4 separate regions of the Mus musculus genome follow, and regions 2, 3 and 4 are each linked to region 1. A link is a contact called in public Hi-C, HiChIP or PLAC-seq and Micro-C data. All regions are on one chromosome and are shown on one strand. Each heading gives the region's core, a stretch centred on a gene start, on an enhancer-like site or on the middle of the called end of the contact. The rest is flanking DNA. Distances are from core to core; before and after follow the strand shown. Region 1 holds the start of Tef (thyrotroph embryonic factor). Region 2 overlaps Xpnpep3 (X-prolyl aminopeptidase 3, mitochondrial). Region 3 has its middle 14 kb from the start of Rbx1. Region 4 holds the start of Ccdc134 (coiled-coil domain containing 134).

Region 1 (7,359 bases), core at 1,605-4,104:
AGCCTGTGCAATGCCTGGAGAACACTGGACTTTCAGACAAATTGGCTTCAGGTGACTGCAATGAGAGGCTCTGGAGCTCTTCTCAGAGCTCAGTTCAGAAGGCTTTATCCCTGAGTAAGCAGAAAAGACTGGGGGCAGGTTTCCTGGGAGGAGGGAGAAGGGAGGAGCTGAAGAAGAAAGACTGCTTCTATTCAAAGCAAAGCTAATCAATTAGTGAAGACCAAATCCCCCATGTCTTAGTCAAAAGGTTATGCGCATGGATATCCAAGAGGGGGCAATTAAGAAAAAAAAATACAGAGAAATGTGACAAGACAAGAAGGCAATCAGAGTGAGAAAGAGGCTCATCAGAGAAGTGGGAGATGATCATGACACGTTCATAATAGGTTTTCAAAATTGAAGGAGACAACTTTGAACCCTGGATTTAGAAGTAAAAAAAAAAAGAGAGACACATCAAATATTATTATGTTGGAGGAAAACCAGCCATGCTTGGGTCCCAAGAGCAGACAGCCAAAAGGGAGCCATTAGTCCAAGAACAATGACCAGACCCCGTGAGTTGGAGATTCTCATAAGCACAACTTGCTCATAGCTTGTAATATGATTTAACATCAATTCTTATGGCTGCCTTTTTAATTTAATTTTTTAAAACCAGGCTTTGATTTAAAAACAACTGGGAGGCAACAAAACTCCCAGCCTATGGGCTGGGTGGGCCAGATGGTCTCTCTGAGTCCACATTCTGTTCAGAAACGACTGGACCAGTCGGGTGGGGTCACTTGGGATCAAAAGAGGTAAGAGAAGCAAGGAGATAAAAAGCAGCTTGACAGAAGGACAAGCAACAGGAAGTTCCTCATTTTGCCTGACTAAAGCAATTAAAACATTTTTTTTCCTGATTTTCTGAGATAGGGTCATGAAATCCGGGGTGACTTCAAACTTGATGTGCATCAGAGGATGACCTTGAACTAGTGGTCCCCCTGCCTCTACCTCTCCAGTGCTGAGATTGCAAACAAGCACCACTACAATCAGTCAGGCTATCACAATCCAGTGTTTGTAAGGTCAAGTTTTAAATTAATTTCAAAAGGTAAATGACCGACGTGTCCAGGACTTAAATCACAGGGACTGACACCAGTGGTTTGTCAGTTTCATACAACAGAAAGAACACCAAACCAAGAGCCAGAAGGCCCACCCATGTGACCTTGAGAAACCATCTATGCCTCTCAGGAGTCTCAACTTTCCTCACCTAGAAGTGGAGAGGTAGTAACCCAAACAAGATAAGACTATGTCAAAATGCTTTGTGAGTGTGGGCAAATGCAAAGCAAAACCCCAGTATGGCCTGGTCCTCTCTGGTGAGCTTAGGCAAGAGCTGCCAGATGTGAGCACCAGCCCTTGCAGTTTGTCTTACACTCAGATCTGGATGGAGTCATCACCTTCATACAAACAAAAGCGTTTGTGCACATGAGGTCCTGAGGCAGGAGGAGAGAATCTAGCCTCACCTGATGAGCAGAAGCTATTTATAACGTAACAGGGACAACCATAAGCACAGCAGCCCCAGAACACACCCAAGGAAAGAAACAACAGCATTTTAGAAAGGGAAATGAGATCCCTGATACAAGCAATCCACAAACAGCCAAGTCCTTCCCAGATACCCTAATTAAGCTGAGCTCTTGGAAATCTGAAGATCTCAGACTGAAAGCACACATCAATGGACCTAAAACCCCACAATAGGTGGCAGTCCTGCTGCTCTTCCAGGCCAAATACCCAGGCCAAGTCTGCTTTCCACACCAGGCCCCAGGGACTCTTGTGGCCTGGGCAATTCGATGAAGCCCGGTCCTGCTATTGTGATTCCCAACAATCAACCAGGAGAAGGACCTGAGTGGCCACATTCTAACCCTCATCACAGCCCTACTTTGCCCAGCCTTCATTCCCTTAATTTTTTTTTAAACCAGGCTTTGATTTAAAAACAACTGGGAGACACTACCGACCCTCATCTCAAATTGCCTCCTCCATCCACACCTCCCAGGGATGCATTTCCAGTAAAGCACCACCGTGGACCTGCTCACTGTCCACTCGTAGAGAGGAGGAATCGTCTTCCTCCAGGACGGACCAAAGACATACAAAGGCCATCTGCTATACTGATCAGGGCCTCTCAAACTTTGGTGGTGAACTCTGCACCCACGAGGGTGCAGTGGAGTGTTTCTTAAAATACACGCTCTGTCTCAAGATCCGCAGACTAGGTGAGGTCCAGGAACCCGCATTTGAAGGCAAGCAGTATCCTCAGGATTTGGATGCAGGCGGCCCCACTGGAGCCCCCTCTAAGTGGCGGCTTCCTTGCAAAGTTCTGTTGACTTGTCCTTTCCAGATCACCCCCTGACTTTCTCTCTGGGCTAGAGGCCTAGTCCAGCAGGCCCCTAGTCATGCCCGGGCCCGCATAAACACCACACCACTGGACCGCTTCACCCTGACCTCTGACCCGGCCCGGGCCGGCCCGCCCCCACAAGGCCCCGCCTTTACAGAAACCCCGCCCCCAGACACGCGCGAGCCCCCCCCCCTCACCGAGGCGCGTCTCGCGCGGGGGGTTCTCCATCAGCTTCTTCAGGACCAGAGGGAAGGAGCCCGACAGGCCCCGTTCTCCAGCTGCACGCCCCGGGCCCGGCCCCGCCTGAGGCTCCACAGGCGGCTTCTTCCCGCCGCCCGCGTCGGACATCGTGCCCTGCGCCCCACTCGTGCGCCTCGCCTCCCCCGCCCGCACCCCGAGACGGGCCGGAGCGGCTCGACCCGCCGCAGCTGCTGACACGGGCAGCACTGCGCAGACGCGCTACTGCACCCCCACCTCTCTCCATCCGCACCCCTCCCGCGGACTGGTTCCGTCTCATTCATTATTCATAAGGCCAGGCCAGCGGTCCCATAGCGTGGCTTCCGATTGGTGCGCGCTGCGTAAGGGCGGGCACAGCTCTTCAGGCTAGGATTGGCTGTGAGAACCAAACGATGTAGACACGTGCTGGGCCAGGTGAGGAGTATCGCTCCGCCTGCCCGGGAGCGTCGGGCCCTTCTGCGGAGCCCCCCTGTTCTTTTTTGGTCAGTCGCGTCCCTTTCGCCACCACTTTCGTGACTACAGGTTTCCTCCCACCTCATCGCAGCCTCCTTTTTCTCCTTCCCTCGGAGAAGCCACCTCAGAGGAAGGCGGAGCGGGGCGCGACGGCCCAGCCCCGAGGGTCACGTGGAGCGGCAGCAGATGCGGAGCCTCGCGGGGCGGGGCAGTGAGGGAAAGGCTCGCGGCAGCCAATGGGGCAAGAGGGCGGGGCCGGCGCGATTGCACGAGGCTCTGCACGTGCGGCTGCGGCGCGGAGGGGCGGAGAGGGGCGGAGAGGGGCGGGGCTGGCTCTGGCCTAGGCCTAGCCAGGACTGGCCTGTTGTGTTGTTTGGCGGACTCTGCCCGGGGGTAAGGGGACTGGGACGTGGGTAGCCAGCCAGCGCTCCTCCCACGCTCCGCGCGAGGTTAGCGGAGGGCAGGCGGGTCCCAAGCTCCGCTGCTTCAGCGGGTGTCAGGTTGCCCACTGATTTAGGGATTGGGAGCGGGCGTGGTTGCAGAATAAACACTAGTACGGAGAGCGCATTCTTGAAACCTATCCACGAACCAGGGTCCGGACAGACTTCCGTACTACTAGCTGCTCGCTTGTGACCTTGGGAATTATCCAGTTGCTCCACGGGAGCCCATTTCCTCAGTCTTAAAAATTCAACATTGAACTAGAGTCAAAAGCAAAACAAAACATAGTTTCTGGGTTCCTTAGGAAACCTGTGAGCCGTGAAGGGGTGTGCAAACCTTCAAGATGGCTCGCAGAACTTTGTACCTCTTTGCAGTACAAGTCATACTCGGCTTCAAGCCCAGACAATACTAGACGCTCAGGGATTAAGCTCCCAGAGGGGCAGGGACTTGGCTTGTTTATACTCTGTCCCTCCGTCCCTCCCATGGCTCCCTGCCTCGGAAGGAGGAGCTGAGTCTGGCGGAAAGGCAGCCTGTGGTTCATGCGGTAGTTACAGAACACCACAATAGACAGCTAGAAGCGCATGGATTGTGTTAGGACCTGAGGAAAAAGAAATTTAGCTGAGTAAGCCCAAAGGAAGCGGCTAAAGGACGTTGGGTAGCCTTAGGAATAGAGTGATGGACTGTGAATCTAAAATACAAGATTTTGTGATGTTGATCGTTTTCTGAACCTGAATCCTCTAGCCCATTGTTCCATTTCTCCAGTCTGTTCTCCTTTTTGTCAAATGGGGAGAAAGCAGGATGTAGCCTACGGTGTTCCCATGCAAATATCTTTCCTAATTTAATCAAAATTGATGGATATAAATCCAGTGTGGAGAAAGGAAACTGCACAGGAAACCCAGGCGTTGCAGACCTGTCAGGAGGAATCTTATGTATCTAGGATCTCTTTAGGAGAAACTGGCCTAGAGGTTTTTAGCAGTAAATCTGAAAGAGTGACTCCAAGAAAATGAAGCAACATATGAAACTCTAGAAAAGAAAAGCTGGATGAGCAAGATGGCTCATGGGGTAAAGGTGATTGCTGCCAAGTCTGACAACCAGAGTTCAATCTCTGCATACCATGTGATGGCAGGAGGGACTAAATCAAAAATTGTCTTCAGACCTCCATGAACACAATAATTCCTCTTGCACACACAAATGTAACATAATATTTTTTTAAAAGAAGTAGAAATCTCCATGTGATTTGGTTCTAGAGGAACTGTCTAGACTAGACTGAAATGTACATTTTCATGGCTAACTCTTATACTGTTGAGAAGGAGAACAATTCCTAGTGTGGCAGAGGAGGACTGATAAGGTAAGAGCACATCTTGCCTGTCTATAAGGAAGATGACACATGGGAGAAGTGAAGATTCTCACTCCTGCTCTTACTCTCTCTCCATCTCCTTCCCCCTCTTTCCCCTGTCCTTACCCTCCCCCTCTCTTTTGAGCAATAGTCCCCACAAATGGATGATGGACCACCAACCTGGAACAGCTTACCTAAGCAGGTGACTAGGATGCAGGAAGGTAACAGGCCTAGGCTTCAGAAACTGATGTAGCTTTGAGTCTCTTGTCTAGAGACACTTGAGTTTCCCCTGGATAATCAAAAGGTGGATGTTCCCGAAGGAGCATGACAGGCATATTCCCTCTAGTGCTTCTTTGCAAACTGTGGGGGATGGCAGCAATCCACACCACCCTGAAGGCAGGGACATTTCTTTCTCCAGCTGACCTCACGAACCCCAGCTGCCTTTTCTGCTGTTGTCTCCTGTCATTGCTATGGTGACAGCTGTGACAGAGTAGAGGAGTAAGTGCTATGAGAAATAGTTTGCTAATTGCCATAGTGTGAAAGCCCTGTATAGAAATAGACTCCCTCACAGGAACATGTTAGTACCTGGTTAAACTTTAGAAGTATGTGGCAGCTGGGTGTGGTGGTGCACACTTTTAATCCCAGCACTTGGGAGGTAGAGGCAGAGGCAGGTATATCTCTATGTGTTCCAGGCCAGTCTGGTCTACAGAGTGAGTTCCAGGACAACCAAGGCTACATAGTGAGACCCTGTCTTTAAAGAAAGAAAAGTAGGATGTAGCAGCACACTATTTTGTATCAATAAATTTTTTGAGTTTTTTTTTTGTTTGTTTGTTTGATTGAGATAGAGTCTCGTGGATCCCAGGTTGGCTTTGAACTTGATATGTAGTTGAGGATGGCTTTGAATATATGTCCTTCTGCCAGCACCAATTTATGGAGTTCAGGAGATCAAACCCAGGCTCTGTGCGTGCTAGGCATGCAGTCTACTTACTGAGGTACATCCCTAGCCTCTAATAATAGCTTTGAATTAATCACTTATTTAGTGCTCGAATATGTGTGCGCACACATGTCATAGGAAACGTTTGGAGGCTAGAGGATAACTCTTGGAAGTCTGTTCTCCTTTACCATGGTTCTAAGGAATTAGATTGCCAAGGATAGTGGCAAATGCTTTGTCCCACTGAGCCATCAGCTAGTCAATTATAGTGAGTTTGTTTTTGTTTTTAGAGAGGGTGGGTTTGAGACAGAATCTCACTGTGTAGCTCTGCACTGGCTTGGGATTCACTATTTGTAGACCAGGCTATCCTCAGACTCACAAAGATCTACCTACCCCTGCCTCTCAAGTGCTGGGATTAAAGGCATTGCTGTGCCAGCCCAATAATAGTTTTTCAGTACAATGCCTGCCTCAGGATGCCTGGAACAGCTGGGACTCGGGCCTTGAGAGGAGACCTGAGGAGACCTTCCTCTCAGTCAATGACCTGCTTATAGCACTGTGCAAATGGCTTCTGCGCCTCACTCATTTTCCTCTGGGAAGCAGATGGAGACTCCTCCTGAATAGGGGCTGTGGAGATGGTCTGTGCTAAGCACTGGCAGGTACCCGCCTATGTGATATGTGAGACGGATGGGTGGGCATCCACTCAGCCTCTTCCTTGCAGTCAGGATGTCTTGGTTCAGGAGTTGTTTTGTGTATGATGATAAGAATAGGGTATAGAGTCTAAACCAGAGCCAGAATGGGGTGAGAAATATTATTTACCAGGACAGGAAGGGTTTTAGGTTCTGTTCTTTTTAGCCAGAAACCTGCTGACCAACCTAAGTTAGATTGTCTATTGAATTGAGCATATGCTGAGCAAGTGATTTTCATTAGCCTGGACCCCACAGTGTTCTTGACCACTTAGCATCTAGAAGGACTGACAGTGGTACAGGATCCTGGGATGTGCAAAAGCAGGCTGATGTTAAGGCTTCTACTGAGTTCTAGAAAGACAACACTTGGTGTCCCGATACTAAAGGCTGGCAAGGACATGCTTTGTTCAGAGTAGCAATAAATACTTGTTGGCTTGCTTTCTCTGTTTGGTGTTGGTAAGAAGGTTAAAACTTTTTAGAGCCAAGTCTTATACATTTAGAGTGTTATTAATATGAACCAGCAGTCATGTGTTTGATTTACGGTGGAATCTGGAAGAGCAAGCACTAGCCATTCTTTGGCAATTCCCCAGCACCAGCCTTGCCAGCATCTAACTCTCTTTTGTAGCCCACATACCTGTGGCTGGGAAACTGTGGCTCTGTGCTTTGTACTTTGGTCTGAATGTGTTCTAGGGTAGAAGTGGTAGGTGGGGCCTCTTTTTAAATTCTTGCCTCTCCCTTCAGTACTCTCAAGAGTCTGCCCCAACAGTACCATGATTATGGAGAACAATCTTCCCCACTACAGGCGGCCTGATCAATGTTTGGCACCACCTGACAGCTTGGTTTCCCTAGCTGAAGTTCTGTTGGTGATACAGAAATAGGTGCAGGCTATAGGGCCCAACTACTGTCTCCCCTTGGAAAGGCCAGCTGGACT
Region 2 (7,359 bases), core at 3,373-5,872, 380 kb after region 1:
TATTTAACCCTTTAGACCATGGCTTGCTCTACATCACTGAAACTAAAATTGCAGTTGTGTCACTAGGACTGTTGTACAAAAGGTAAATAGTTTACAATGCTGTCCAAAAGGTAACTGGTTTCAAGCCAGGCATGTGGTGCATGCTGTAGTGCAATCGCTTAAGAAACTGAGGCAGGTGGATTGCTCCAAGTCTGAGGACAGCTTCGGCTAGCCTAGGCTATGGAGCCAATACCACAATCCTACTCCCAAACATTCCGAGGTATATAAAGTTCAAAAGTAAACAAAATCAAATTATGTAAGTATATATTAGTGATAAAAAGAAAAGAAAAACTAAGGTATGGACTGGAATGTGGTTTGTAGAGTACTTGCCTAGGATGCACAAAGCCTTGGGTTCCATTTCCAGTACTGAACAGAACTGGGTGTGATGGAATCCTCCTGTAATCCGTAATCCTAGCACTACAGAGGGAGAGGCACACAGGAAGGTTCAGGGTCATTCTTGCATACATAGTGGGTTTAGGACCAGTCAGGACTACATCAGACTCATCTCTAAAGTACCACCACCACCACCATTCTCACCAACCAAACAACAAAAAAAGACAAAAACATGATCACCACCACGATGAACAAATACATGGAAAAATTTGATTCTGAATTAGTAGGCTGCATAAGCCCACAAAGGAAAATATCAGCTCAAATGTCTCCACAGGCAAGCTCACACACTGCATTCTGGACATGAATGTCCTGGCTCCACCCAGGTGCACTCAGACCCTGCTTGTGTACTGTGGCTTGCTCATGTTTAGCACTTATCTTTTTCATCCAGTAAGCATGCCTGCTAGAAACTGTTATTACCTAATAGGGCTACTCCAAGGACCAATGAAATAATATCTATAAAACCATTTTAAAAGTAATAAAGTTTTTTTTTTTTTTTTGAGACAGGGTTTCTCTGTATAGCCCTGGCTGTCCTGGAACTCACTCTGTAGACCAGGCTGGCCTCGAACTTAGAAATCCCGAGTGCTGGGATTGAAGGCGTGTGGCACTCCATTTGCTAAGGGAGAGGTGTGGAGCTCTCTACTGGGGACCAGGCCTCTCCAGGAGCAGAACGCAGGGGTGGGAATTCTGGTGATTACCTTGATGAGTTGATTATTCTTCACATAGTGCAAAGTGTTGGAGCGATTACCGCCTGCAACCACAGGTGGGTAGGCTAAGATGTCGGCACCTCGAGCACGGCACTCAAATTCAAACTGTGAAGACAACAAAGTATGACTCACAATTTCTGTGGGCCTTCCCAGCCCAGGCTGTCTTCAAGCACTATAGTTGTGGGTACTGTAAGTCATGACTGGAACCCTAGCCATACCTAACCAAATGGTCTACAGCATCAACCCCCACATTTCTTTGACTCTTTCCTGCTGTACTCTATTCTAGTCTATATATACCTGCGTATATCAATCCTGTTATCCAACTTTACTACATGTATGTATATTTTGAGACAGGAGCTAGTGTAGCCCAGGCTAACCTGAAACTTACACTATAGGCTGACCTAAGGATGACACTGAGCTCCTGATCACCATGTATACATACTCCATAAAGGCTGCAATTTGACATCCACCAATACATCTGACTTCAACCTTTTTTTTTTTTCAAAGATTTATTTATTTATTATATGTAAGTACACTGTAGCTGTGCTCAGACACTCCAGAAGACGGTGTCAGATCTCATTACAGATGACTGTGAGCCACCATGTGGTTGCTGGGATTTGAACTCAGGACCTTCAGAAGAGCAGTCAGTCAGTGCTCTTAACCACTGAGCCATCTCTCCAGCCACCCCTCCCTTTTTTTAAAGATTTATTTTATGTGAGAACATTGTAGCTGTCTTCAGACACACCAGAAGAGGACATCTGATCCTATTACAGATGTTTGTGTGCCATCATGTGGTTGCTGGGAATTGAACTCAAGACTTCTGGAAGAGCAGTCAGTGCTCTTAACTGCTGAGATATCCCTCCAGCCCCCACCCTCAACCTTATTATTTAATCTCCTGTAATTTAAACTTCACATAGTTTTCAAAGAAAGCCCAGAAGATGACAGAGAAAAATCTGTAAAGAAGGCTGAGTCCAAAAACACATATAAGGCTATTGTTAATCAGCTAAACAACAAAATATGGCTTATTTTTTAAACAATATTTCTAAATGGCTAATTTCAGTCTTGCAAATAGTCTCATCAACCGAAATGCTCTGGGCAGATGGAAAAGGAAACTAAACTCTGCCACCTTTGGAACTCTCTGAAGGCTGACTCACTGACTCTACCTCGTACATGCACTCAGCGTTGGTCTCCTTTCACAGGGTTAGGTCTTTTTTCACTGGCTCTGCTCTGCACTTCTCTTCAATGTAACACTACACACTTTACATGTACAATAAGTTAAATTAACATTTGAGAAGGATATGCTGTCATTTCTGTGCCTGCCTGCAAGCCAATGTATGTACTCTTAAGCCAGTAAATTTGCTCTACGTTTGCCCCTATGGGGACCTTGAAGCTCACCTTCGCGTAAAGAAAGGCTTCATCTATCGGAGCTTTACTGGCAAACATGGTCTCTATGAAAGCCTGCAAAGAGAGGGAGGGAAAATGAATGCAGTGTCATTTTATCTGTCACTCAAACATTCAAAAGGATGGAGTTCAAGTTAGAAGCACCTTTCATAGCTGGGTGTGTGGCACATGCCAGGGCCGCACAGAGAAATCCTGTCTCAAACAAACAAACAAACAAAAGTTTTTCCCGCAGTGAACCAGACCATGATTGGGTTGAATTAGCAGATACCCTGAAATCAGTGTATCTGAAAACCATAAGGAGCTGGGAAAGTAGAGTGGAAAGGAATGAAGATTGATAACAGATCTGCTAAATATTCAGGGGTGTGATTGCCACCTTCGGCAATGGCACAAATCAGGCTAAGGATGTCTACAAATGAGCTTCTCTCTTTGGTCAACGGGTGGAGTGCTAAGCAAAATAACTTGGGCCACAATAATATCTGAGGAACTGTGAGACTACAACTGAAATTACTAAGTGTCTAAGTGACAAGCTGATGCTGACACAGGGTGAGAGATCAGTGAAGGAAATGAGCCACTTTCTAGATCACTGTGTACAACACCCCTATAAGCCACTGTAAAAAGTGTTTCCTGGGAGTTTTAGTTATAACGGAGTGACATTTCTTTCTCTCTGTGTAGACATCATCCCACAAAGTAGCTCTAGATGGCCTGGGACCTGGTGTACAGATCAGGCCAGCTTTGAACTCACAGCTATCTGCTTGCCTTTGCCCCCCAACTGCAGGATGTAAAGGCTTGTATCAACATGCTCTGCAATGAGAGAGATCCTTTGCTTTAACCAGTAATGGCCTGATCAGGCTAAAAGTGTGTTCACCCTATTCACAAAGAAGTGCTGTATTTATCAAAATTAATTAAGAGAGTATTCTACCATATATACCCACAGATAAAACCAAGAATGGTGGTGCATACATTTTAAGACCAGCATTTGGAAGTCTGAGTAGGATTTTGAGTTCAGGGCTAGCCTGTTCTATACCGTGAAACTCTACCTCAAAAAAAAAAAAAAAAAAATCAAGCATGAAAACAAATGAGCAAACCCTCTAATGCCTTGAAATGAAATAATCTTGCCCCTTCTTGGTCAAACCAATGCGTACTGAAGATGCAGGAATGCATGGATGCTTGCCTATTTGATATTATAGGACAACAGCATGTCTCTCACGTAGGGATGACTGAAAAGGCACCTCTGGTAGATTACATGAGTAGGCTGTAGGACCTCAGAAAGATGTAAAAAAAGATTAAGATCTTCTCTATCAGCAGGCATGGTAGTACTTATCTGTAATCCCAACACTTGGAAAGCTTCAAGTTAGCACACTCTATTTACTGAGACCCTTTCACAAACTTAAGTTCAATAATTTACAGAAGATACAAAACCAACAAAGAGACATGCAAAAATTTAGGTAGATCCTTCCCATATACAAAAATATACTTAAAATGGAACACTAACTTAAACATATTATTTAAAAGTACAAAATCCAGGGCTGGCGAGATGGCTCAGTGGTTAAGAGCACTGACTGCTCTTCCAGAGGTCCTGAGTTCAATTCCCAGCAACCACATGGTGGCTCACAACCATGAGTAATGAGATTTGATGCCCTCTTCTGGAATGTCTGAAGATAGCTACAGTGTACTCACATATAATAAATAAAAAGTACAAAATCTTAGCAAGTGTTTATTAAGTGACTTGACCAATGATTTTTCTTCCTGATATGACATCAAAAGTGCATGTAGCAACAACAAAGATAAATCAATCTCATAAAAATTAGAAAAAGGGCTGGGCGTGGTGGCGCATGCCTTTAATTCCAGCACTTGGGAGGCAGAGGCAGGTGGATTTCTGAGTTCGAGGCCAGTCTGGTCTACAAAGTGAGGTCCAGGACAGCCAGGGCTATACAGAGAAACCCTGTCTCGAAAAACAAAAAAAACCCAACAAAACAAAACAAAACAAAACAAAACAAAACAAAAAAAAAGAGTCTCAGTGTGGGAGGAAAGGGGAAGTTGCCCATTGGGTACAGAGTTTTTACTTGAGATGATAAATCTGGGTGATGATCTCAAACCACTGAACTATACACTTAAAATACTTAAGTATCTGCATATCACACACACACACACACACACACACACACACACAACATACACACACCCCTCAAACATATGCACACATGCAAACCGGAAACAATAAGGACAATAATTATAGTTCTAAACCAATTCAGCTTTTATACAGTTAATTAACAATGATACAAAAGGTCTGGAGAGATGGCTCAGTGGTTAAGAGCACCGACTGCTCTTCCGAAGGTCCTGAGTTCAAATCCCAGCAACCACATGGTGGCTCACAACCACCCATAATAAGATCTGACACCCTCTTCTGGTGCATCTGAAGACAGCTACAGTGTACTTATGTATAATAATAATTAAAAAATATTAATAATCCTATAAAAAACAATGATACAAAACTTGATGTTCATAGGAAGGTATAGGACACCTGTCATTTGTCTCTCATCAAACTCTTCAGGTTACAAAAATCCCAAGGCCGATACACTCAATATTATCTGAACTTAAAGGAATTTACAAAGAGAAAGACTTAATTAGTATTTATCATCAGATGCTAAAACACTGGCTCTGAACATTAATGTAGAAATGGAAGAAGAAAACTTCAAAGTCTAGGACTTCTTGACTCAAACACTGGCAAAGAAGTCAAGACCTCTTACAAAACGCATGTGTACAAAAGGCCTGGTGGTAGAGAGCGAGCTCTTTAGGTCTAGAATGCACAGGAACACAATACTATCTAGGCTGTCTCTTAGGAATGACAAAACTCAGTCAGAATGTGGACATACTGCTGTGAAAGGAATATAAATTAAAGTTAGGTTAAAGATTGAAACGAGGGCTGGTGAGATGGCTCAGCGGTTAAGAGTGCCGACTGCTCTTCCAAAGGTCCTGAGTTCAAATCCCAGCAACCACATGGTGGCTCATAACCATCCGTAATGAAATCTGATGCCCTCTTCTGGAATGTCTGAAGAGAGCTACAGTGTAATTATATATAATAAATAAATAAATATTTAAAAAAAAGATTGAAACGAATAGTGGTATATTTTTTTCATAATATGTGGGTGATATTTCATATAACATATGAAATCCATTCCTCTATTTAAAAAAAAAATGCAAAACTTACAGACTCTCCCTTCTTCCAGTACTCACTGGGACTAACTAAGCCAACCAGTAAATATGAAACAACTTAATACTCACACAGCAGTCAGAACTCACTGCCTATACCAATGTGGAAGGCTTACAATTCAGGAGACTAAGAGTACAATATACGAGGCCCCAAAACAAAATATCCAAGAGCCTCTGCAGTACCTGGTAAAGTGCAGAGTATCTAACAGAGAGAACAAGTTGATGGTGACTGGCATTCTGTAGAACTCTTGCCTAATACATTTTTCTCATTATGATTCATCAGGAAGAGCCAATAACAATTTATATACCTTCTAGGTGGTGCCAGCACATGCTTTTAAACACAGCACTTGGGAGGCAGAGGCAGGCTGATTTCTGAGTTTGAGGCCAAACTAGTTATTCCAGGACAGCCAGGGCTACACAGAGAAACTTTGTCTCAAAAAATAAAATATACTACTAACAAAAATCCCAACAACAATAATAACAAAAGCAATTTATATTTCCAAACATATTTACAGAATCATCTCAAGAATGTATAGGGTAGTGGAGGTACAGCTCAATGGTAGATGTGCTTAGCAAATTCATGAGGTCTTGGGTTCAATTCCTAGCAATCATCTTTTCAGGGAATATTTAAAGAATAAATATTTTCTCTATATTGCCACAGTTCAGTGAGAGAGGACCTAGATTTAGCACAACTGATGTCTTAAAAGTATTTTTTCTTAGTTTTTGTAATGCTCTGGCATCTGTGGCTGTCTGTGAGGCACTGCTCTTCCCAGGGTTATGCTAGTAGGTAGACATCTTAGATACAGCAACCACCTTGCCTATGAGCACTCCTTTACCATGCAAACAAACCAGTGCTTTATCCTTCCTCATACAAGACAATGAAATAACAAGACACCCCCAATTTGAGTCTTCTTACCAACCGTCTGCAGTTCAGAACACTGTACCTTGCCCTAAATTTCCCCAGGCAAAGAGATCAGAAAACCAGAGTCCTTATCTGCAGGCCAAAGCCCACCCAGATTATTCATCCTCTAATCCTAAGCCTGCTTTTCCTGCTTCACTGTACTTTCCTGTTCCTCTGCCTCCTGACCAAGCCTGGAGTTCAGAAGAGGGAAGATCTCAAGGGAAGAACAATGTGACCACTGAGCTAAAACACAGTTGCCTTTGTAGCTGATAAAGAAAGTAGTAAGGGCCCTAAAAAGTAAGGGTCCTTAGCACCTGGGTGACTGCTTGCTTGGGTCACTGTCAGCAGATATGCAAGTGGTGTAATAAGCAGAAGTGGACCATGAATAATTGGACAACGATCCCTACCCAATCGTGATGTGTTTGGGTATGCTGCCCCAGGAGTGAGGGTAAACATGTTCTTTCTTGGCATTTACTGTTGTAATCAATGACAGTCGTTTGTATGAAAAAGAAAGAGTGGGAAGGGAAGGCAGGAAGGCAGGGGCCCCTCCATATACCTAACTGTTCTTGAGAAACCTCCATGGCAGTTCAGAGGGTTGCTGAAACTCACAAAAGAAACCCTCCTTCAAGGAAGTCAAGGAGACTGGAAGCAACAAGGCTATGGCTTGTCTGATCTCTTGACATAGCAATCAAGGTTATGATATCAATGAAA
Region 3 (7,359 bases), core at 2,016-4,515, 330 kb after region 1:
GCTCAGTTGGTAGAGTGCTTGTCTATCACAGATGAAGCCCAGCACATGGTACCCACATGGGATCCCAGCGTTTGAAAGCACGAGGCTCAGGAGTTCAAAGTCAGCCTGGACTACAAAGTAACTTAAAGTCAGCCTGAGCTACAGGAGACCCTGTCTCAAACAAGACAAATTCTCCCTTGCCTCTGACATGTTTAGACACCTATATCCCTTTTAAATGAAAATGAAGACATGGCCGATGCAAGCTATGATTGTGGAGAAGGGTTTTATTGAAGATGTGAGGGAGAGTGCAGCCAGAGGCACCTGGAAGGGTCCAGACTACACTGGGCCATGAGAGCAGAGGGGCTGGAGGAGAATGAGAGAGGGCAGGAAGAGGAGAGAGGGCAGTGTGGTGGTTTGAGAATGCTTGGCCCATGGGCAGTGGCACTGTTAGGAGGTGTGGTCTTGTTGGAGGTGTGGCTTGAACATAGGCGCCCACCCTCAGAGTCCACTACTGTGTTGGAGGGTGCCTATGCTCAAGCTCCGCCCAGTGGAAACCGTGGTCTCTCCTGGCTGCCTGTGGGAAGAAAGTCCCCTTCTGGCTGCTTATGGATCAAGACATGGAACTCTCTCATCTCCAGTACCACGTCTGCCTGGATACTGCCATGCGTCCCGCCATGATGATAATGAACTGAACCTCTGAAACTGTCAACCAGCTGTAATTAAATGTTTTTCTTTATAAGAGTTGCCTGGGTCATGAGTCTCTTCACAGCAATAAAACCTTAACTAATAAGCTAGAGAGATGGCTCAGAGGTTAAGAGCACTGACTGCTCTTCCAGAGGTCCCGAGTTTAATTCCCAGCAATCACGTAGTGGCTCACAACCATCTGTAATGGGATCTGATGTCCTCTTCTGGTGTGTCTGAAGAGAGTGACAGTGTACTCATAAAATAAGTAGATAAATCTTTAAAAAAAAAAAAACAAGGGCTGGTGAGATGGCTCAGGGGTAAGAGCACCCGACTGCTCTTCCAAAGGTCCGAAGTTCAAATCCCAGCAACCACATGGTGGCTCACAACCACCTGTAACAGAGATCTGATGCCCTCTTCTGGTGCATCTGAAGACAGCTACAGTGTACTCACATATAATAAATAAATAAAAAAAAAAACAAAAAAAACAAAAAAAACAAAAAACAAAAAAAAAAAAACCTTAACTAAGACAGGCAGCAAGAGGACACGAGAGGAGTGAACCAAGAGGCCAAGATAGCACATTGGAACCAAGAAAGCACATGGACAAATGGCCTACATAAGGACGCAGAAGGTAAGGGCCATGGAAGCCCAACCTCTAGGCTGGAGAGGGTTAGGGTAGGGAGTGGGCTGAGAAGGACTGGGAGAATTCTTGTCCCAGGTTTCTTAGGGATCTCTCTCTCTCTCTCTCTTGCCTCTGTTTCTTCTTCTCTTCCTTCCTCCTCCTCTCCTCCTTCTTCCTCTTTTTCTTTCTCCTTCTCCTCCTTCATTTTTTTGGGGGGGGGGTATTTGTTTTTCCAGACAGGGTTTCTCTGTGTAGCCCTAGCTGTCTTGGACCTCACTCTGTAGACCAGGCTGGCCTTGAAATCAGAGAGCTGCCTGCCTCTGCCTCTGCCTCTTGAATGGTAGGATTAAAGGTATACACCCCATCATCGCCCAGCAACGCCTGACACCTTACCCTGATGGGTTTTGGAAACCAGGAACTGGGTGCATATTATCATTTATTTGGTTGAACACTGTGGTCAGTGGGAGAGGCTGGACCTGAATTGAGCTTGAGGGAGAGTAACAGTCAAGAAAAAAAATCCTGCTGTCTCAAAAACAAAACAAAAACAAAAAAACAAACAAACAAAAAAAACAAAAAAGAAAAGAAAAGAAAAGAAATTTCTGAAGATGTGAAATGGGATCAAATAAAAAGGGTTTCCAGAAATGAGGAGCAGGGGCCATATGGACCTGTCACTAGAGAACTAGGGAAGGCACCAGAGAGCATGCTACATCAGGCGCAGTGTCCCAGGTCATGGAACATTATTTTTCTTCCTGAGACAAGGTCTCTAGTAACCCAGGATGACCTTGAACTCCTGACCCCTGATCCTACCTTTTACATGCTAGGTTTACAGGTTTATCATGCTACACCTAGTTGGGGAACTTATTTTTTGATTCTCAGACCGAGAAACTGCCCTTGAATTCTAGGCCAGCTCATCTTGGCAAGGTGCTTGGTGAGTGCCTGTGGTCTGGCTGCTCAGAGTTCATGCAAAGCCTGCCTCCAGATAGTGAGACCCCATCGGTCTCATTGTGCAGAGAAAAAACAAACAAAAAACCCAGAGCAATGAACAAAGTAGTGTGAATTGATAAAAATATATTATTAATTAAATTAAAAATAATTAATTGATAAAAATATTTCTGCACTGGAGAAAACAGAATTGGAAAAAATAAAAAAAGTATGAGTCGGGGCTAGTGAGCTGGCTCTGTGGTAAAGGCGCTTGCCATTGTAAGAAATACCAAGTATGAGTCTTTCCTATCAAATGCTATAAAATTCAGCCGGGCAGTGCTGGCACTTGCCTTGAATACCAGAAGGCAGAGGCAGAGGCAGGGTGTATCTCTGTGAGTTTGAAGCCAGTGTGATCCACAGAAGGAGTTCCAGGAAAGCTAGGACTACACAGAGAAACCTAGTCTGGAAAGAAGAAACAAAACAAAACAAAACAAAAAAACAGAAACCAAAACTAACTAAACAAACTAAATCCTCTAAAACTCAAAACCTATAAAGTTCATGTTTAGGGCAAGGGATTAATATTTTTTTATCTCTTCTACTTTGTAAGACTTGTATGTAACTGAAATTGTTTTAATCTTCCCGGTCCAATAAAGCCGACAAAAGACTTATTGGTTTATTCTAGGAATTGGATGTCCAGAACGGTTGCCCCTTCCCACTTCCTGTGTGCCAGTTCTTTACAGATTATCCAATTGGGAAGAGACACAGGTGTGGAGGATATGGAAAGCAACCTTATGAAGAAAAACGTGGGATGTTGAGCGAGGCGCTACAGGCTTCCGCGACCAGTGCACGGCATTCGATCTTAGATGGCTCCCGGAACACACGTGAGATAGCAAAAAGAAACCAAGGCCAGGGGAGCCGCTGCTGCCACATCTTCCCTGAAGTCCTAACAGGTGACCATGCCTCGCCCCTCCCCCTTCTGCTTTTCTGAGTAACTTTATAGGGCAGGGCTTTCATTGGGGCTTGGTGATGGTGTGGCGAGAGATGCTATTGGCCCTGGATTTAGGGCTTGGGATTGGCTTGAACACTTACATAAGCGTAGGCGCTGTGCAAGCAATAAACACTGCACTCTGATGCTGTCTCCGGATTCTGATTCCCAGGATTCCTCACGTGACTCCATGACCTCTCACACCTCTTTGGTCCTGTTCCCACACACAGGTGTCCTTTTCTTGATGCCTTGTTTTTTCTCTTCTACCTCTTGATAACGCACTCTTGATCAAGTGTAAAGTTCGCCTGTCCAGACTTTTAAGGTGGAACGAAGGACACTTTCTCTGTGACCTGGAACTAGGGATGGAGACCTGAGTTCCATCCATCGGACCAGATATAGCAGAGGAAGAGAATTCAGTCCTCTATGTTGTCCTCTGTCATCTGCATGTACACCATGGCATTTGCACAAGGACACACGCACACAGGCATACGCATAATACATATATGTAATTTTTAAAATAAAAAACAAAGATCTGGAGGCACAGGCAGGCTGATCTCTAGTTCAAAGCCAGCCTGGTTTATGTAGTGAGTTCCAGGACAGCCAGGGCTACACAGAGAAACCCTGTCTCGAAAATACCAAAAAAAAAAAAAAAAAAAAAAAAAAAAAAGAAAAAAAGAAAGAAAGAAAGAAAGAAAGAAAGGAAGAAAGAAAATCTCCTGCCTGAAACTTAAGTGTTTCCCTAGAACTGGGGTTGCAGGCAGGCAGCTTATGAGCCACACTGCGCATGTGCTAGGAATCAAACCTAGGTTTTGGCAAGAATAGCCATTGCTTTTGTTGTTATTGTTTTTCCCAAGACAGGGTTTCTGTGTAGCCCTGACTGTCCGAGAACTTGATCTGCAGACCAGGCTGGCCTCTCCTGCCTCTGCCTCTGGAGTGCTGGGATTAAAGGCATCTGCCGCCGCAGTCTGGCAGCAGCCACTGCTTTTAGGCAACTCCATCCAGTGTTGTTTTCTCCCATTTTTTTAATGTTTTCAGAGTCTGGTCTGATGTAGCTCAATTTAGTCTCAAATTACTATGCAGCTGAGGGTGAACTTGAACTGCAATCCTCCTGCCCCCACCTCCCAATGGCTGTGGTTACAGGTGTATGCAGTGTTTGAGCCAGTGTCTGCCTGACTCCAAAGCTGATAGGCTCAGGTGCAGTCCCACCACTGACACCAAGCCCCTCCCCTCCCCACGTCTTTGGTGTTCTGATTCCTCCTCACCTCGCGCTTTACCTCTTGAAGCGACATCATCTACAATCCAGATTAGACTTCAGTTCGGCTGTAGCCAGACATTCCCTTTCCGTTTCCTTAGGGGAGAAGCTGTCGAGCGAAGCCGTGAGGACCATGACCGCCTACCCGTTTGTTTTCAGCTTGTTCTATCTCTGCTTTGTTTTTCAGAGCTCTGGTTCTTAATATAGGGAAGGTCAGAGTTGAGTGTCCAAGTCAACAATAATAAGGCGCTTCGTTAAACTGGGGTGGTTGGAGGCTTGGCCAAGCTCTTGATTAATAAGGAGGCCTGACCTTTGTGTAGCTTGTAACTGTTTGTAGAGGGCTTGACCGCAGCCGTCCTCTGGGATTCGCTCTTGCTACCACAGCTGGCGAAAATGAGCCATCTTGGAAGTAGATAAAACTCGGTCTAAAGTCCAGGCCTACCGTGGAGGATTGTGTGACCCTAGGGAGGTCGCTTGATCTCAGTCCCTCATCGATACTTAGGTTTATTATTTTTTTTATCTTAATTAAAAATTGTTTTAGTTTTTCTAAATTGCCGTTTTATTGAGGGGGAGCACTGTGCCTACGACACACCTGAGGAGGTCAAAGGACAACTAGCAGATCCGTATGAACACCCAGCTCAGGTTGTCTAGGGTGGTGCTGGGAGGGGTCCTTACCGTAAGCTCAGCCATCTTGCAATTTTGATTTTTTCCCCTCCCTCCCTTCCTTTTTCTTTCTTTCATTTTTTTTAGGACAAATCTCATATAGTATAATTTTCATATTTTCATCAAACTTTTTGCAAATGAAATCTTCAACTTCTGCGCCTCCTGCCTCTGGCTCCAGAGTGCTGAGATTATAATCAGCTCACTTTTTTTTCTTTCTCTTTTTTTTTCTTTCTTTCTTTTTCTTTTCTTTTCTTTTCTTTTTTTTTAGTTTTGTTGAGTTGAATGTTGTTTATCATCATCACCATCATTATTATGTTTGGCTTGTGGTATATATGTGCATCACATGTGTCCATGGAAACCAGCAGAGGGCTTCAGACAGATCCCCTGGAACTGGAGATAGATAATGATTGTGAGCCATTGTGTGGGTGCTGGCCATCAAACCTGTGTCCTGTGAATGTATTTGCACTCTTAACTACCAAGACATCTCTTCAGTCCCTGTTATTTTGTTGATTTATTTGTAGTTTTGAGAGTCATCAAGTAGACCAGGTTGGCCTTGGCTTCACAGAGATCCACCTGCCTCTGCCTCCTGACTGCTGAAAGGCTGGGCAGCTGGCTATGATGGATGGTACAGGCTACATGAGCCCAGCACTCAGTAACCTGAGGCGCTGTCTCAGCATTAAAGGGGTGCGTGGGCTTACTGGGGATATGAACTCAGTGGCAGAGTGCTTGCCTAGCCTACAGGTAGTTTAAAATCACCAAAGGGCAGGAGCCAAGGGTGTTGGATGGTGCCTGTAATTCCAGCATTAGAGAGATGGAGAGGCCCAGGTGATCCAGGACACTGCTGTGGCTACATAGAAAGACCAGGTCTCCCAGGCCAAGTAAGGAAATGCACAAGAATGCCTGCCCTCCTGGCAGAAGGCAGATGCAGCAGAGTGTCCAGGCACCACTGTCAGGAGGCAGGAAAGGCTGGGTACCTTGAGATCAAGTTCAGACCCAGGCCCTGTGTATCTCTACAGAATCAGTATATTCAGCTATTTACCTGTTCATCTTTGTAGCAAGTCCCCTAGTAGACTATGACCTGTGGCCAGGGACTTTAATTTAGGTCTAGGTCTCCATGGTTGACCAAATAAGAAGTCTGTAGATGTTTTCTTTCTTTCTTTCTTTCTTTCTTTCTTTCTTTCTTTCTTTCTTTTTTTTTTAATTTTAAGCCGGGTGGTGGTGGCTCATGCCTTTAATCCCAGCACTTGGGAGGCAGAGGCAGGTGGACTTCTGAGTCTAGGCCAGCCTGGTCTACAAAGTGAGTTCCAGGACAGCCAGGGCTATACAGAGAAACCCTGTCTTCAAAAAAAAATTTTTTTTTAAAATGATTTATTTAGGGATTATTTAGGGGTCTGAAGAGATGGCTCAATGGTTAAGAGCACGGACTGCTCTTCCAGAGGTCCTGAGTTCAATTCCCAGCAACCACATGGTGGCTCACAACCATGTCATGGGATCTGATGCCCTCTTCTGGTGTGTCTCAAGACAGCTATAGTGCACTCATATAAAAAATAAATCTTTAAAAAAAATGAATTTATATATGAGTACCTGTGTTCAGGCACACCAGAAGAGATCTCTGAATCACATTATAGATGGACCTTTGGAAGAGGAACCAGTGCTCTTAACTGCTGAGCCATCTCTCCAACCTCAAATTTCTTGTTTTTAAGACAGTGTCACATGTAGCTCAGCCTTAACTTAGTATGTAGCAAAAAATGATCTCAACTCCAGATTTTCCTGCCTCTTAATCCCAAGGACTGGGATTTAAATATATATATATTGTAATTTGTTTGGTCATCTCTCCAGCCCAGGTGTTGAGACAGGAACATGCTCCAAATATTGGAGAATTGGGGAATAGCAACCAACATGTTTACCCAGGAAACTATTTATGCAGCCTGGATGCCAACTGGAAAGGTATCGTATAGATCTATGGTGAAGGTGGCAGTCCTTATTTCTTACTAGAGGTTTTCACAGCTCCTAGTATCCATTATCCCTTCTAGGATACTAAAAGTAAAAAATAAATCTGCCTTGAGTTTGAGGCCAGCAAGGGCTACATTGTAAGTTCCATGTCAGTCTAGGCTACATAGTAAGACTAAAGAACAAGTAACAACAAAAACCTCACATAATCAAACAGTAAGATCCTAAAAACTGAGAGTCCAAACTTAGTTATTTTTGTTGGGAGAACTCTCTCCTGGGGAAACACAAACATCTACCCCAACACTC
Region 4 (7,359 bases), core at 2,431-4,930, 320 kb before region 1:
TCTGTGCTCCAACTGAAGCCCTGTCCTGCTGCGAGCTGCCCTGCTTCCTGACACACCTTGAAGAGTCCCTTAAGCATGACATCCAGGATCTTGTACTGCTGGTGGATGTCATTCAGCTGCGCCAGGTTCTTCAGTGCCAACAGCTGCTCTCGCCGCTTCACCTCAAACATCTTCTTGTCTTAGCAGCTGTAAGTTAAGGGGCTAGCACAAAAGCCAGTACAATGGTCCTGTCTCCGAGGGCCCACACATTCCTAACCTATGCCTCCAAAGCATTGGAGGGTCATGGCTGGGGCATACGTAGGTCCTGTAATGTACCATTTCTCTAGATCTCAAAGACTCTACACACAGAAAAGAGAACAAGCCCAACACTCCAAAACCAGGCACCTGCCCTATCTCCCTCTATCTCCCTGTCATCTTCCACAATCACTCACTGCTCCAGAACCTCCAGCAACCTGTTTCAACTGTAGCGTCGGCCAGACATGCCCCCACCATTCTCCTGGAGTTTCAGTTCTCGAGACCTTGCTCAGTAGGTGCATATCCCAAGACTCCTGTATCCATCAGAGCCTCTGAGCAGAGGAACAAAGGCCATCTGTGTGGATGCTGTGGTGTATTTAAATGTTTCATTCCCAGATGCATCAGGAAGCAGGGCAGCTCACAGCAGGACGGGGCTTCAGCATGGGAAGATGGGTAGAGGTTCTCTAAAGGGGACAGTGTTCAGTGAGGGAGCGACAGGGTTAGGAGGTGTGGCTTTGTTAGTGGTGTGAGACTGGGCGGGGGAGGGCTTTGAGGTTTCAGAACCCACACCAGGCCCAGTCTCTCTCTGACTACCCCTCACCCCCCCTTTACAGATCTGGATGTAATCTCTCAGCTGCTGCTCCAGCGCTAACGCTGCCTTCCTGCTGCCACGCTTCCCACCACAATGATCAAGAACCAACCCTCTGGAGCTACCAGCAAGCCCCCAACCAAAGGCTTTCTTTTTATAAGCGACCTTGGTCATGGTTTCTTTCTCTTCAAAGCAACAAAACAGTAACTAATACACATACTTTTTGGTTCTATAGATGCCTCAAAACCAGAGATGGTCTTGTCTCATCTTTGGGTCACCAAGGCCCAGAGGACCAGACAAGATAAGCTAGCAACCCAAAGTTCTGGAGGTCCTGTGTGAGGTCTTAGCCAGGTACCACACACATACAGTCTTAAGCCTTCGCAGATCTGAGAAATGGGTCTAAATGTCAGTTAACATGGGGAGCAGGCTCGGGAGAAAGCCGACATGCTCAGTATGGGCAGAGTGTGTTTCCTCCTTCCTCCTATTCTTACTAACTCCGTCTGCTCAGCCCTGGAAGCCCTGCAAGGAGTTATGGACACCGAGGGACCTCGTTCACCAGCCCTTCGGAGACAGTGAATTCACATCCCACCAAAGCCCCGAAGAGATACAAATCTTGAGGCTCGGGTCCAGAGTGCTCTTCAGGGCGCCTGTGACTTCCGTGCCAGGCCACAGGAGGACAGAGAAGGCTGCCAGGAACTGAAGAAGGTCCATATCTGAGATTCTGGAGCTAGAGGAATAACCCAAAGATAGGGGCAGGGGGTGAGTTCAGGGAAAACATACCTCCCCAGACATGGCCCAGCCTCCAAATACCAAGCATCCAGCTCTAGGGAGCCCTGAAGATCTAGCCAGGACTAATGACTAGCAGGCACACTAGACAGGCTTATAGGATTGCAGAAGAAAGGAAGAGACACTTTAGCCAGTCTTACAACACTGGATAGGGACTGAGGCTAAAGCTCTAGGTTAGAGTCCTGACTACATCTGCCTTGTTCCTGGGCAAGCACTCCAGTTCTCTAAGCCAGGGAAGGTCTTATAGCTTAATATAGCTTCCTATAAAATCGGGCATAGGAGGTCCCCTTCCTGATGCAGAGCGACAGGTCTGAACAATGTACTATGTCTGGAGAACGGGGCTGACTGGGCATTAAGGTTCTTTTCAAATCCCTGTCCTAGCCTTCTAAGAGGGTATCAGCCAAGGAGTCTCAGGCAGTGAGAAGGTATGTAAGGCTTGTATGGCTTCCCTCCTCCTCCAACTTCTTCTGACATCAGAAAGAAGGGACACAGCATGAGAAGGGAAGCAGGGAAGACTTGGAGACTGTACCCATTCACCCGGGAACTACATGTGCAGCATCTGTCCCTAATTCCAACAACAGCCCAACCATTACTGCTCAAGCAATGTTCCACGCAGTTCTAGAGCTGAGAACACATACCCAGGAAGTATGGCAAACCAAACTCCCTGAACTTGTACCTTATCGCTTGAATGGGTACGAGACAATCAACCAACATACAAGCATAAAAGGATTCGGTTGGTGAAGTTCGAACCAGGGCCCGAGTCTGATCCCCAGTATCATGAGTAAGCTGGGTGCAACGCATGCTTGTGCTCCTAGATCTGAGGAGTTGGGGACTCAACTATTCCTGGAGCTTGCTGGCCAGCTAGTCCAGCTGAATCTAGGAGCTCCAGGTTCAGTAAAAGGTCCTGTCTCAACGAATAGGGAAGAGAACAATTAAAGATACCTGGTATTGATCTCTGTCCTCTGCATACACATACTGAGGTGTACATGGAACACACACACACACACACACACAGTTGGCTCTGTTTTTTTTTTTTTTTTTAAGGATAAGAAGAATTTGGTCAAGTGAAACATTAATATGTGGGGGCTGGGAGTAGTGGCTCATAACTTTAATCCCACCACTTGGGAGGTTGAGGCTGGAGAATGTCCTTAAGTTTGAGAGTAATCTAGGCCTTGTCTAAAATTCCAAAATGGATAGACTAGGGTGGAAAATGACAGTCAACAGAGGCCTCATACTCAGATGAAAGATACCCTGTTTTACTAATGTGGAAACTGGGGGACAAAAAAAAAAAAGTTACTATTCAGAGTCTTACAGCTGTTCCTAGGCTGAGCCAGGAGTCTTACTCTCAGTTCAGTGCACTGTGTCTTGTCTCTAAATAAGCACAGGGCATCTCATATCAAAGCTGGCCACACCCCCACCCAGAATTTGAGATGCTCTGGGAGAGATCCTTAGGAGAACCCCTGCCCCCACGGAGCCGGGACAGCAGAAATCTACAGAACAAAGATTATCCAGGACCGTCCACCTTCCGTCTCATGTTCCAGAACCCAAGCGAACTTGAACCAGGCCACAGCAAAACTTAGGGAAACAAATTTACCAGACAACCTAGGATAACTCAAGCAGGACAAACGTGGGAAAGCAAAGTAGCGGACCGCGGGGGACAGGTCTGGTTTTCATGACTGATACTCTACTCTTCGGCCTCTAAATCTCGCTTCTGTCCCAAGCGTCCCCAGCGCTCTTTCAGACTCGGCAAGCGACTCCGAACTCGTCTTGTAGAGCCTGTGGTAGTGGCCGGGCGGGGGTTTTGGTTCCGCGCCTTGGAGCTTCGGAGGGGCAAGCGAGCCTTTCTAGGTGTCCGAGTCCCGAACCCGTACGCAGTGCGGGGGGCTCCGCACTCCCCTCCCAAGAAGCCTACAGTACAGTCCGGCACCCCCACCACTACCTACCCCGGCCGGCGGTGCAGGGAGAAGGGAGCAGCCCCTTGGCGAGCAGCCGGAAGCACCCAACTCTGGCAAGGCGCGGAACTCTACAGCAACCGGCCAGCAGTGCTAGGAGACCGACAAGCGGCCGGCCCACCTACTGCGCTGCTCCTGACCAATGAGACCGGGCCGCGAACGCCGCGCTCCGCTGACCTCACTTCCGGCCCCGCCCCGCTGTGCTCTGGCGCGTGTCGCTGCAGCTGTCAGCCACGGCGTGGTCCTGGGAGAAGCCGTCGCCCGGCACGCTGATGATCTCGGTTCTGGTGGAGTTGGAGGAAGTTAAGCTACGATGGGGCCCTTACCCTGCTGAAAGCGCGTCAGCAAACCGCGGCCCGAAACCCTTGCTGCCCGGCGCTTTTAGCGTAGTGCCTGATGTCTCATCTGAGTCTATTTTAAACCTCAGCTCGCAAGATCCAAAGAACTTTTTAAGGAACCAGCATAACCTATGGTAGTGCGGAGCACGGGCAACCCCGACTTGTCCATCCAGTTCACTGATTTCTAAACCAGAGTTCTTCCTCTGTTCGTAGACATTCTGTTTTGCTCCGGGGTAGGGATTGAGGGTGTCAGGACAGCTAGATCCGGGGAAGACCGGCGGAGTGGCCAGTTAGGACGCAAAGCCCAGGCTGGGCTGATATACAAACAGGTGCGGGCAGAGTTTTCTGCCAGTAGCCGGCGATGGTAGACGTTAAATGACCATTGCCCACGTGAGTATAGAAAAGGCTTGAGCCAGAGAGGCTGAAGTGGGTTTGATTTTATTCCCCCCTGAGATTTGTACCTCTTCCCATGTCCACTTGAGGTGAAGTGCTTCTCCAAAGTCCAACCACAAGGCTTGGGGCCCTTGATGTTGGGGCCTTCCCAGCTCAGGGGTTCTTCATGTTCTCTATGTACAACTATGAAGCACTTTGCACATGCTCAGGCCCCAACCCTTGGTTTTCTGAGACAGGGTTTCTCTGTATAGCCCTGGCTGTCCTGGAACTCACTCTGTAGACCAGGCTGGCCTTGAACTCAGAAATCCGCCTGCCTCTGCCTCCCAAGTTCTGGGATTAAAGGCGTGTGCCACTACTGCCTGGTGCACATGCTCCTTAAATGCTCTCACTCTCCAGTCTGTCTCCATCATTTGCGGAAACAAGCCAGTGTCCAGCTGTGTAGCTGAGGAACAAGTTCCAGGAAGATGAGCTCAGAGTGAAAGTGCACACAGGAATGTTAATGCATTATTTTATTTCCCAATTCCATTTCCACTGTGGTGTAAAATAGCTCCAGAGAGAGGCTTGATATTGTTTTCCCCCTCAACCATTATGCCCGGAATTTGTCTGCAGGTCTCATTGTTTTCTGTTTCTGGGCCTTTATGTCCTGAGGCTCAGCCTCTGATGTGAGCCTGGGAAACAGACACACCTCCGAGGCAGCTGGCGTGAATCATGAGAGGAGAATAAAAGAGAAACAGAGCTGAAGGGGGAGGGGAGGGATATCACAGAACCCCAGAAGGGTAGCAATGGTCAGAGAAGAGTATGAATACTTCTAATATTGGTGGCACGGACTCCAAAACTGGGACCAGCAGTTGGCATATAACAGAGAACTGTTCCATGAAAAGAGAAGATAGCCAGGGGAGTAGCCAGTAGGGCTAAGAAGTTCTCCTCTGGGGCCGGAGAGATGGCTCAGCAGTTAAGAGCACTGACTGCTCTTCCAAAAGTCCTGAGTTCAAATCCCACAACCACATGGTGGCTCACAACCATTCGTAATGAGATCTGATGCCCTCTTCTGGTGCATCTGAAGACAGCTACAGTGTACTTAGATAATAAATAAATCTTGAGGCTGGAGCAAGCCAGGCCCACCAGAGTGGGCAACCTTCATTCCCAGCCACCACATGATGGCTCACAACCATCAATACAGCTACAGTGTACTCATGTACATAAAAATAATAAAATCTTTTTAAAAAGGAAGTTCTTGGGCTGGAGAGATGGCTCAGTGGTTAAGAGCACTGACAGCTCTTCCAGAGGTCCTGAGTTCAAATCCCACAGCCACATGGTGGCTCACAACCATCCATAATGAGATCTGACACCCTCTTCTGGGGTGTCTGAAGACAGCTACAGTATACTTACATATAATAAATAATAAATAAATAAATAAACTAGGATTGAAAAAAAAAGGAAGTTCTCCTACACACACACACACACACACACCAGCACTATAATATTCTCAGCTTCCTAAGTGCTGGGATATACAGACATGTGCTGTCATGACTGGTCTCAACCTAGGCCTTTTTAGGGACTTACCAACCACTACTGCTCCTTACTTGGGCTGAGTACTGGCTGATTTTTTGTGTCAACTTGATACACCTGGAGTTATCACAGAGAAAGGAGCTTCAGGTGAGGAAATGCCTCCATGAGATCCAGCAATAAGGCTGAGAAGTGATCAAGGGGGGAGGGCCCATTTTGGGTGGTGCCTGCCATTCCTGGGCCGGCAATCTTCTATAAGATGGGTTCTATAAGAGAGCAAGCTGAGCAAGCCAGTAAGTAACATCCCTCCATGGCCTCTGCATCAGCTCCTGCTTCCTGACCTGCTTGAGTTCCTGTCCTGACTTCCTTTGGTGGTGAACAGCAGTATGGAAGCTGAATAAACCCTTTCCTCCCCAACTTGCTTCTTGGTCATGATGTTTGTGCAGGAATAGAAACCTGACTAAGACAATACTGCTACATATCTCTGTGGCTTTGGTGATGTTGCCCAGGCCAAAGGCCCCAGGGCAAGAAAGGATACAGCATGTCTTGAAAGAGTGGCTGGGCTGGGAAGGTGCGGGAGCAAAGGCCTTCCAAAGATGATTGCAAGGTCTGGGTCATGTGTTGGTCATTTAGGAGACCCATGCTCTGGACCTGAAGAAGAAGGGACAGGAAAGTTATGCCCTTTCTAACTGTCCCTCACCTCCCATATTCTTTTGATTTCCCAGTGGCTTCAGTGGCCAGAGCTTCCACCTTCTGCAGAGAAGATGGTCCTGAGGGCCTGGCCTCATACAGCTAGCTACACAGTACCCTCTTTCCACTCACCTGCAGGAGGAAGCCATGCAGGGCCTGGAGTGTATCGTTTGAGAGAGCTGACAGGTCAACCAAAGCTGCACCTTGCAAAATAAGACCCACCTCTTCACGTGAGAGGACACAGCTGCTCCGGTACTGCACAAACTAGCACGGAAATAAAAGCCCCAAAAGCCCACAATTAGAGGAGACACCATTTCCTGTGGACTGCTGTAGCCAGCAGTGAGATGGAAACACTATTCTAAAGCCCAGAGTCTTGCTTTTAAGCTCTGCACCGGTGAGAGTGGGTGAGGTTGTCTCACAGGAGAAAAGGGCAGATAATGTAGACTGAGCTCATGAGAGAGCTGGCCTTAGGGACCGCGTCAGGCTCCCTCCTCCCCCAGCCTTGCTCTGCAAACTCATGGCCGAGATGAACTGTGTGTGGTCCTTGTAACTCCTCTGTGTGCTCTTGGCTCTACTACTCTCCCTTTACCTCTGTAACACTGTCTCCTTCTGCCTATTAACCCTTCAAGCCTCAAGACGGAGCGGTCCCTACACTTCACACCAACCTCTGATTTAATAGTGGGTGAGCTTTAATGTCACCCATGAGCCTGTTCTTGTGTTCCGTATCCAACAAGAATTATTATGTGCCAAATACTCTATCATTCAAGACATCACATTTAACTCTTCGTTTACCTGTCCTTCTAGAGTAAGGGACCTTAGGAGGCAAAGCATGGGGTTCATCAGCATCCTCAGCACCTAGACCTGTCTGTCA

What was found. A called contact is a pair of places that touch in the nucleus more often than the background predicts. HiChIP or PLAC-seq counts read pairs in DNA pulled down with a chosen protein or histone mark.
Region 2: a contact with region 1 is called in a Hi-C map of bone marrow-derived macrophages, with 17 read pairs. The contact joins the enhancer-like site here to the promoter of Tef in region 1. A contact is called at or near these places in 1 of 39 promoter capture datasets (embryonic stem cells), 2 of 484 Hi-C or Micro-C datasets (B cells and bone marrow-derived macrophages), 1 of 115 datasets of contacts at active chromatin or transcription factors (astrocytes) and 1 of 9 other capture datasets (macrophages).
Region 3: a contact with region 1 is called in an H3K4me3 HiChIP or PLAC-seq map of bone marrow-derived macrophages, with 3 times the contacts expected there. The contact joins the enhancer-like site here to the promoter of Tef in region 1. A contact is called at or near these places in 1 of 484 Hi-C or Micro-C datasets (liver), 3 of 115 datasets of contacts at active chromatin or transcription factors (bone marrow-derived macrophages and embryonic stem cells) and 1 of 9 other capture datasets (macrophages).
Region 4: a contact with region 1 is called in a Micro-C map of embryonic stem cells, with 4 times the contacts expected there. The contact joins the promoter of Ccdc134 here to the promoter of Tef in region 1. A contact is called at or near these places in 2 of 39 promoter capture datasets (embryonic stem cells and hippocampal neurons), 2 of 484 Hi-C or Micro-C datasets (both in embryonic stem cells) and 3 of 9 other capture datasets (adipose tissue, liver and pancreatic islet).

What each region holds. Positions count from the first base shown.
Region 1 is chr15:81,806,909-81,814,267 of GRCm38.p6, reverse strand. It overlaps Tef (thyrotroph embryonic factor), which reads right to left and starts at 2,854. Exons shown (of 4, transcript NM_017376.3): 1 at 2,548-2,854. The coding sequence starts at 2,698.
Region 2 is chr15:81,431,949-81,439,307 of GRCm38.p6, reverse strand. Xpnpep3 (X-prolyl aminopeptidase 3, mitochondrial) reads right to left here. Exons shown (of 10, transcript NM_001347075.1): 5 at 2,532-2,594; 6 at 1,128-1,241. Among named protein-coding and RNA genes, the nearest start is that of Gm17025, 14 kb to the right of the region's middle. Within about 2 kb of position 4,622, at least 1 of the 459 cell types and tissues checked has an H3K27ac peak or open chromatin away from gene starts, as enhancers often do. A contact at or near this core is called in bone marrow-derived macrophages, where this site is marked.
Region 3 is chr15:81,477,052-81,484,410 of GRCm38.p6, reverse strand. No RefSeq gene overlaps it. Among named protein-coding and RNA genes, the nearest start is that of Rbx1, 14 kb to the right of the region's middle. Within about 2 kb of position 3,265, at least 98 of the 459 cell types and tissues checked have an H3K27ac peak or open chromatin away from gene starts, as enhancers often do. A contact at or near this core is called in bone marrow-derived macrophages and liver, where this site is marked.
Region 4 is chr15:82,124,243-82,131,601 of GRCm38.p6, reverse strand. It overlaps Ccdc134 (coiled-coil domain containing 134), which reads right to left and starts at 3,680. Exons shown (of 7, transcript NM_172428.2): 1 at 3,553-3,680; 2 at 1,432-1,550; 3 at 57-178. The coding sequence starts at 1,534. It overlaps Mei1 (meiotic double-stranded break formation protein 1), which reads right to left. Exons shown (of 31, transcript NM_028897.3): 29 at 6,621-6,752; 30 at 6,337-6,449; 31 at 4,788-4,988. The coding sequence ends at 4,943.